2 separate regions of the Triticum aestivum genome follow, and region 2 is linked to region 1. A link is a contact called in public Hi-C data. All regions are on one chromosome and are shown on one strand. The core of a region is the stretch at or near the end of the contact, and the rest is flanking DNA. Distances in the headings are between cores, read along the strand shown. Region 1 holds the start of LOC123090890 (monoacylglycerol lipase). Region 2 has its middle 16 kb from the start of LOC123089936.

The links. A called contact is a pair of places that touch in the nucleus more often than the background predicts.
Region 2: a Hi-C map of leaf shows a contact between it and region 1, with 2.1 times the contacts expected there. The contact joins the enhancer-like site here to the promoter of LOC123090890 in region 1. A contact is called at or near these places in 2 of 5 Hi-C or Micro-C datasets (both in leaf).

The regions. Positions count from the first base shown.
Region 1 is chr4B:42,980,863-42,985,766 of IWGSC CS RefSeq v2.1, forward strand. It overlaps LOC123090890 (monoacylglycerol lipase), which reads right to left and starts at 1,311. Exons shown (of 7, transcript XM_044512247.1): 1 at 370-1,311; 2 at 220-258; 3 at 49-119. The coding sequence starts at 764.
Region 2 is chr4B:43,163,039-43,167,316 of IWGSC CS RefSeq v2.1, forward strand. No RefSeq gene overlaps it. Among protein-coding and RNA genes, the nearest start is that of LOC123089936, 16 kb to the right of the region's middle. Within about 2 kb of position 1,848, at least 1 of the 8 cell types and tissues checked has an H3K27ac peak or open chromatin away from gene starts, as enhancers often do. A contact at or near this core is called in leaf, where this site is marked.

The DNA.
Region 1 (4,904 bases), core at 61-2,560:
GCAACCAAAATGAAATAAGAAGAGAGGAAAAAGGAAAGAGAAACTCACCAGTCCAGTCCATGCCGTAAACCTTGACATCCATGGCGTTCAATCGTTTCGCCAGGTGATCATACCTCCCACTGCCAAATCGATCCAAGGTACCCAACAATCAGCTACCGGCCACACGAGTTACTGTAATTTTTTAAGAAAAACAGAGGAGGAAGGGAACCGAATTCTCACCTGTGCTCGTTCAACCCGTGCATGACAAGAACAAGCGCCCTGCATCACCAAAAAAAGACAGAAATACAATCAGCACGGCAACAACAGAGGACACCCGGGCTGAACAAAGGACAAATTTTGCGTGGATTTGTTTTTTGAATGGATTCCTACCTGGGCTTGACGGCGGAGGAGGAGGAGGCGTGCGGCCACCAGGACTGCGTGAAGAGCGTCTCGCCGCGGGCGGTGGGGATGAGCTCGTAGTCGCGCCCGGCCTCCCTGGCGCGGCGCATGGCGGCCTCGCGCCGGGCCAGGGCCTGCCTCCGCGAGCAGACGGCGGGCACCCGCAGCACGACGGCGGCCTTGGCCTTCTTCCCGGAGGAGGCGGAGGCCGAGACGACGGCGTCCGCGGCGGCCGCGTCCCCCTGGCGCGCCGCCCGCCAGCGGAAGGGCAGGAGCAGGAGCAGGAGCAAGGGCTGGAGCACGGCGAGGATCCGGCGCAGCGCGAGCAGCGACAGCAGCGCGCTGATCCGCCCCGCTGCGTCCGCCGCCTGCATGCTCCCGGCCATCCCTCCCTCCCTCCGCCCCTCCTCCTCCTCCTCCTCGGCTCGCTCGCGCGGGCAGCAGACGCACAAGGCACGCGGGGGGCTCTGGCGCTCGCTCCAACAAAAGCGCTCGGGCTAGCAACGATCGCGCTAAAAATGGGCGAACCTCCCCGACCGACCGCAAGAATGGTTAAGGGAATCGAATCTATTCCGGAACAGAAAGCGTCGATCGCGCTAGCTATCAGCAGCTATGATATATCCTGCCGTCTTTCGGCTGGGCTGGATGCTTCCGGACCGGATGCTCGTGGCGCACTACGTGCGGTGCGGTGTCGCTGCTCTCTCTCGCTCGACGAGCTGGGGATGGATTGGATTGCCTGTCCCGAGTGTGCCGGCGCCGGAAGAGGAGGAGAAGAAGTCGAGTCTGGTTTGTGCTTGGAGAAGGAGGGAGCCGGGGCGTGTGCTTTATAGCCGCGGAGCCGGTGGCCGCCGCGGCGACGAGGGGGCGAAAAGCGCAGGACGCGTGGCGGCGCGGGAGCGGGCGCGGGGCGCCGGTACGCGAGACGGGTGGCGTGCGCCAGGGGAGAGATTCGTGGAGAGGGAATACGGCGTGGGGGCCCGGGTGTCAGCGGGGCGCCGGTCGCCGTCCCTTATCTTTTGGCGATCGGGATCGCGTGGCTCGCATCGGTCGGAGGGCATCGCGTCGTGGTGGTGGGGGAGGAACCCAACAAACGGACGGACGGACGGGCGGAGGAGTCTGGAAAATTCGGGAGAGCTGCGGCATATGCGAGCGAGCGGCCGAACGTTTTCCTTTTTTAGTTTTTTTGGAACGGGAAAAAGGACGGCCGGTGAACTCGGGGCGGCGCGGCGGATAAGGTCGAGGGAGGCGGATGCGGGCGGTGTTTCTTGCTTTGCTCCGCTTCCCTTGCTCTTGCCCTAGGCGTGGTCGTGGCGACTCTATGAACAGGCCTTGTTTTTTGTGTTGGATTGGTAAACAAATCCGGGCATCCGTTCCAAGATGGCGGAACATCAATTCTTGACTAGCCACAGTGCATAGTAAGTTAGTAACATATGCTGTACTCTTTATACACATATCCTTAGACTAGCCACAATGCATAGTCTAGGAGTAGTGACATACACATATCCCTAGTCTATGTTACTACGAGTGTGGTAGTGACATACAAAGCTTCATTTATTAGGTTATAGACTCATATTGTATTGGGACATGCGATGTTACAGTAACTAGCTAAGTTACTGTAACTATTATTTTCCTCATTAACTCATTATCACGTAAGCAATTTTACTGAGTTAGACTCGATGTTACTATTGAAGTTACTCCCACTGTGGCTAGCCTAAAGTCCTGCCGCACCCGGGGTGACGAAGCTCATACATGGCCAGGTGATCAAAAGCTTGTCTCAGTTAGCTGGCGACGGCCAACGCACAACCTATGCGGTGACTCTACCTCCCATGTCATCGTGCATCGGTGTAAGTATGTCTCTACCACTACTAGTATACACAGCGACTCCACTTGACATTGTTTTCTGTTTGAGCATATCCACTACTTTTTATGAGAGGTAAAAGCATCTCAGATACCCTAACTTGCACAATATGTAATATTTTAGTCTCAAACTTAATCAGGGGGTGCTTTTATCTCTTTTTCTGGAAGCGCTCAAACTTGTTATTCTCCTTTTCCACCACCTCTTGTACGAACATTACATTTTCGCTAAAAGATTAATGTCAAAGAAGACACGCTAGTTCAACAGAACCGAGATTGTTTTTTGTGTTTATCACACATCATATAGAAATCCAAACGACACACTTGGTATGGTCGTTCCCGGGAGGAAGATCCTGTCTCCAGATTCCAAACGGGGCGACTCAACCCATGTGGTGAATCCAAATTTATACCGCTGGTGAATTCCTTGGCCTCTTTCTCATCGACGGTATATCCACTCATGCTTCCTCAGTTTATGCCAAAGAAACCTCGATTTTAACTAACTAGGCTCGGTAATTTTAATAGCTATATGTAAGCACATGCACTGTCTCTGTCTCTCTCCAATCTCCGTTTCAATCAGGGAGGCAAACATCTCCAAAAGCAGAACTGTTAGAATCGCTCTCAACTGTTGCGGTAGCTCGCTGGCTGTTGCCGCCGACGGTGCTCCTGATTAATCCATTAATTAAAGATGTAAATGCCCTGCTTGGTGCTTACTAGCACTGGAAATCGTGACGATATTGTTAAAAAAAAATTTGCAGGTGTAAATTCTTTTTATTGCAAAGCAATAAAGTTACAATCTGCTGATACAAAATTTAGAATAAAATGTGGCCCTCGCTGTAACCAACAAGCGGCACTGCATAGCAGGAACGTGGACGAAAGAGAGGAACACGACTGGCCCTCCGTAGACCTCGTACCATGGATTCGCTGGTCCTACTAGTTTCTTTCACAGGAACCCATGGAACGGGAAACATTTTTTTTTTGAGAGCATGGAACGGAAAACATGAGGTACTCTGATCCGTGGGTCTGGCCCTCCAGAGCTGGCTGGATCAAGCACGGGGATGCACGGGCTCGGTTCGGAGTTTGGGCCCAGGCGCACTCGAATCGCTAGACGTGTCTGCCTGCCTAGGCCACAAGCGAGTTTACGTGGCCCTTGTCCAAAGCGCAAGATTCCAAATGTCGTTACACTGACGGTGGACTTTCAGCTTTCCTTTCGCTGCTTTATTAAAACTAGTAAGTCTGCACGTGCAACACACGTTTCGATCAAAGCATCCTATGAAATTCATGTGAGTATTGAATTCTGAATTTATATTGAGATTAATTAACTTCAATGTGGCGGAAGCTCTCCTGCGTGAAATGAAGCTTAATGTATACTACTCCTTGTTCACAAATATATTAGTATAAAGGGAGTTCTGTTTACAAAAAAACATGAAAAATAGTGATGAATCCATGTAATAGAAGTATATATGCCGACCATGTAGAGATTTGAATAATAAAAATGAATGATAAAAAAAGTGTCTTCATGAAGCAATACAATCTTGGCACATAGCGTTGGCCTTGTTTCACAGGAGTTGTGCGGGTCATCTTCCTGATTAGGAACATTTGGCTTCAGGCCTTCAACTCTTCACCCCAAATCATTTTCTTTAGTTTCGAACCGATGATAACTTCAGTTACAAGGATAGAATAAAGTGATGGCGGGACTAAAAAAATGTATCATGCAGTTAATGATTCATAGTATGCTCCATAAAGAGTATGCAAGTTAAATTGATTAATTAAACCAACATGATGCAAGGAAAAATCGTCCTGGAACTGAGCCTAATCTAAACAAACACTTGAGAAAGGAAAGTTTAAAATCGTGCATAAAGCTAGTCACCATGATGCGCACCTGTGCAGAATCTGAGATGAGCAGAAGCACAAGATCTCTGCCGAAAACCGTCTCCCGTATCTCTCCCAATGTCCCGTTCTCCTCAGTGAGCCGAGCTGCACGTGCTTCCTCAAAAGATTTAGAACCTTTCCCGAGACCGATCTGAAAGAGAAAAGAGCTTATTGAACATCTGACATGATAGTCCAAAGTACATACCAAATGGGACATAATACCAGTTGTCACATGTTTTCCATATTCCAAGTTGTACAATATGAAATGCTCAATTTAAGCAACAACAAGTAATAAATAGTGCCCAGTGCAAGTTATAAATGTAAAGAAAACAATAAACATTAGTTGTGGGTGTTCACTCAGAGCTGCAAGCAAAAGCTTTAGAGATTTTCACTCAACACATAGTGAAAACTCAATTCCATGTCTAAAGCTGGAGATACATGAGAATAACAAACCTTAAAGATGATGTCATACTTGGCTTCAACCAAAGAATCTCTCTGGTTCTGGGCCTGCGCTAGACCCTGAAAAAACACCCCAAAATATTCCATGAGCCAGCGCACAAACTTACAGACTCAAACCTAAGTAGCAAAATAGAACAAATATGTGTTGAATCCATCACTCAATTTGAACACACCGACTGATGTGTATATTCAGGTAGTGTCTCGAGTAGATAGACATGTAAATATCGAGAGTTAGGAAAGAAACAATGCAGCGAGGGGAGCAAACTGAACCTGGGAGCCCCAGCCGATGACTCCGATCTGCTTGACACCCTTGAACACTTTAGGGAGCTGTGGGAAGAGGTTCT
Region 2 (4,278 bases), core at 598-3,097, 180 kb after region 1:
GGCTTCATTTTCTTATGCTTTTTTGAGTCCTACTCAGAGATGCGAGGCGGAGGCGGCTCTCTGCAAATGGAATAAGCTTCTCTACGCCTAGCCCCCGTTCCAATGGTGTATATAGCATCATTGGAGGGTGTATGGACGTTTGTCTCCGGCGGATCTCATGGGATTCGGTTGGCATTTGTCTTCGGTGGATCCACGTGGATCCAGTCTGTGTTCGTGTGTCTACATGCTGGATACTTTCGATCTATGCTTCTCTTCATAGGTGGCGATTATTGTTCTGGTACGCTTGTCCTATGGGACCTTAGCACGACGACTTCCCGACTGTATACTATAATAAAGTTTTCCCGGCTTCGATGAGGGAGGGGCGATGATGGTGGCGTGCCTTCGGCTAGCTCTAGTGCTTGTAGTCGTCGCTACGGACCTGAATATATTTTTTACTTTCGGTGTTGTACTATTTTTTACTTTCTAAGACAGCACGTACACACTCTCTTTAATTACGCACGCGTGCAAACTTCCTTTTGTACCATCTCCCTCCATGCTGAAAGCAAGAGGTTCAAAATTTTGTTTTGTGCGGGGTACGTGGTTAAGTTTTCCAGACATGCATGCATGCATGCATGCATATGTATTGTGTTGTTTGTATAGTGTGATCATTCTTTTGTCAGTATAATTATCATGTGTGTCAACGAATAAGATGGATATGTGGTAGTGGTGTTCTTGTTGTTTTATCGATTACGTGGTCTTCTCTTAATTTGTTCTTGAAGAAGCATCGGCGCTACATGGCCGGTCTTTTCATGTGCGGAAGCCGCCATCGCCTTGCCGTATGTTTGGCTTCGATCGTGAGTGAACTAACAATAATCCTAAGGTGCAGCTTTTACGTAAAATCATCACGTAGGGTTTCGTACATGTAGCATTGTAAGCAGTGGAATGAACCTATATATAGCATGCATTGCATGATTGCAGGCGCACAACATTTCCCTGTTTTGATTTTCAACGCTCCGGACGGCATGCATGAGTCGTTCCGTTGTTTGGCGCCGGGTTTATTAGGCCTTTCAACACCACAAGCATGTCCCTTTTTATAAGGCCTCATTTTGGAAAGATGCATGCATGCAACCATTTTATTGGTTGCGTTGAAAGTCATTGTTGTTGGTGTCATGGCTGGGAAATTAATACACTTCATGCGTGTTTTTTTATTGGCTGCGTGCATGTGAGAGAGTGCATTGGGAGTGAAATGGAAGAATTAATGTGCACAAATTACTATATGTATTGGTCTAAGAGAAGTTGTCTTTAGGCCTAATAAATCTGGACGGAGGGAGTACCACTACTACTAGTACGTGTGGTGCGGTACGGTATGGGGTGACGACTGGTGGTGGCCGAGATTGCTCTGCTCCCGGTGTGTGTCCCCCCGAGCTATGTTTTTGACCCATATTTTTGTTCGGTAGGGTAAAACGTTCGATCGTTCCTTGGAGTCGCCCGGTGCAGCGCTCAATAATGTAGACGCATTCCTCCCCTCTCGCAGGGGTCGTTTTTCTGCGTCTTGATTCTCAAATCAGAATCTGCGGTAGAATCAATTGATGATTTCCTTCATTTTCCTTGTCACAGTGTGTATTTGTGTTGCTCGCTGCTGCAGTGTCGCTGGCCTGGTGGAGCTTTCGGCGTGTCGTAACAGCGATCTTTACGCCGGTGGCTGGCCGCGTCCTTGTGTCTCACTGGGCGCACAGCGTTCTCAGGATTTCGCTGGCCGAACTCGCGGTTACGTCCAGAGATGTCGCACTCGACTGGTCCACGATGGCGGGAGCTGAGAGTTGCAACACGCCCAAAAATCGGCCCGGAAATGGGGATGTGGCCAGGAGTCGTGATTCCCCGATCTACGAGTGGATGGCCCGCTGCTGCTTTCTATCGCCATGTGTGAGGTCAGCTCAGCTATCGGCATCGGCTAACTCTGTCGTGACGTGCGAGGTCGGCTACCGGATATTGACTGATTATCTCAGCTTCTTCATGCCGCAACCGCAGCCGTGTGCCGTCCTTGTCGGAATGCTTCACCGGCACCGCAAAATTCTTTTTTATGAAGAAGGGTTTCCTCCGATTTCTGCAATGGTCATGCGCTCGTCTAGACTTTAGAGAAAAAATAAAATAAAATAAACACATTGGCGTCTAGACTTAGCAATTACTCCCTCTGTTCCAAAATAGATTACCCAATTTTATACTAACTTTAATATGTTGGGTCATCTATTTTGAAACGGAGGGAGTATGTTTGAAACTAAGTTGCCATTGATTCAGATAAGATCAAGCAAAAAAAATTTGAAAAGAAAAACTGAAATAATAAATAAATTTGCCATGGGATGTTTAAACTAAATTTGCCATGGTGTAAAAAAAAGAATGAACCACGATTTGTTCAACAAATGTGTACAAAAAAGAAATTTACCATGGTTTGTTCAAAAAATTTGCCATGTTCCAAAATATTATTGACCATGGTCCAACAAATAAGTTTTCAATGGTACATGTTTTTTTTGCCATGTTTCAAATATAAATTAGGCATAGTTCAAATATAAAATTTGTCATGGCTTGTTAAGTAAGTTAATTTGCCATGGTCCAAAGAAAAGAAATTTGCCATGCTCCAAAAAATCACGCCACAAGACTTTTGTAGGTAATGGCAAATAAAGATAAAGAGGTAAATTTATCATGGCAAATGTACTACATATAATCAATGCAAATGTCGTATTGCGTAGGTTTGATGAAAGACCATGGTATTCGCTAAAATATTTTTTTTGTGGTCCATAAAGAAAATTACACAATTTTTACGGTGTGTATAAAATGATTTTTGTTAGAATAGTTCAAAAAATATGCAAAATTGCCATGTGAGAAAGTAAAAAAAAACATTTCACATAATGGAAAAGAAATATGGATTTGCCAAGCCGCAGAAGATACATTTGCCACATGGTCAGTAATTCCCATGCTATCTACAATAAAATTGTCATGGTAGAGAGAACTTGTCATGGTATCTGTAATTTAAAATATGCCATGATAAATGTTTTATTTTGACATGGTCTAATTCAAATAGAATGTGCCCATTTGCCATGTGAACATGGCAACAATTATACATGTCTCTAAATATAAACCCACAAGAAAAATATACGTCTGTCAATATAGGATATATCTCGTTCACTGAAAGATTTCTCCATTTCCACCTCCTCTTGTGGGAACATTAAGTTTTTGTTTTGAGGGGGTGGGAACATTATGATTTCACTGAAAGATGAGACTAAGAGCATTTACAACCACAAATGCCAAAAGCCGGTCCTCAGGTTTCGTGTCATCCTGTATATCTCGACTAGGAGGGACGTGGAGTATTTGCTCCCGAGCTCAAATGCTTCCTGATGAACAGTAAAATTAAAAAAACTAAAAAAATGATCTTTTTTGGTAAACTTTGACAAATGTTTTGTATGCTTGCAAAAATTCAACACGAATGACATTCGTGGAAGTCGTGGCAGAAAAAGCGATGCTAAAAAAATGCTAGTTTTGAAAATATTTTGAAGTGCTGATTTTTTTATTGCTCCCACGAATGTCATTTCGTGCTGAAATTTTTTACACAGAAAAATTTCAGAATTGTTTGAATTTTTTCTATTTTACTCTTCATGAGGGTCCATTTGAGCTCGGGGTCGGAATAGGACTTTCAGACTACGAGCACACGCAATGACTCTACCTCCCATTGTTGTCAAGTTTGCCATTATGTATGTCATAACTATGAGCATTTGCAATGGTTTTTTTCTGGCAAAGGTCAAACTTGTTTTTCTCCTTTTCCACCTCCTCTTCTAGGAACATCATATTCTTGCTGAAAGATTAATTTCAAGGAAAACATACTGGGTCATAAAAACCGCAGTTGTTTTTGTGTTTATTTTGCAGTTTAGGCATCCAAATGACACACTTTGTATGCTCACTCCAGCCGTGGATGTAGATGAAGTATACTCCTCGTCGGAGGAAGATCCTGTCTCCAGATTCCAAACGGGGCGACTCAACCCATGTGGTGAATCCAAATTTATACTGCTGGTGAATTGCTTCACCTCTTTCTCATCGACGGTATATCCACCCATGCTGCCTCAGTTTGTACCAAGAAACCTCGAGTTTAACTAACCAGGCTCGGTAATTTTAATAGCTACTATATGTAAGCACATGCACTGTCTCTGACTCTCTCCAATCTCTGTTTCAATCAGGGAGGCAAACATCTCAAATCTGCAAGATTGCTTCCAAAAGCAGAACTGTTAGAATCGCGATCAACTGTTGCGATAT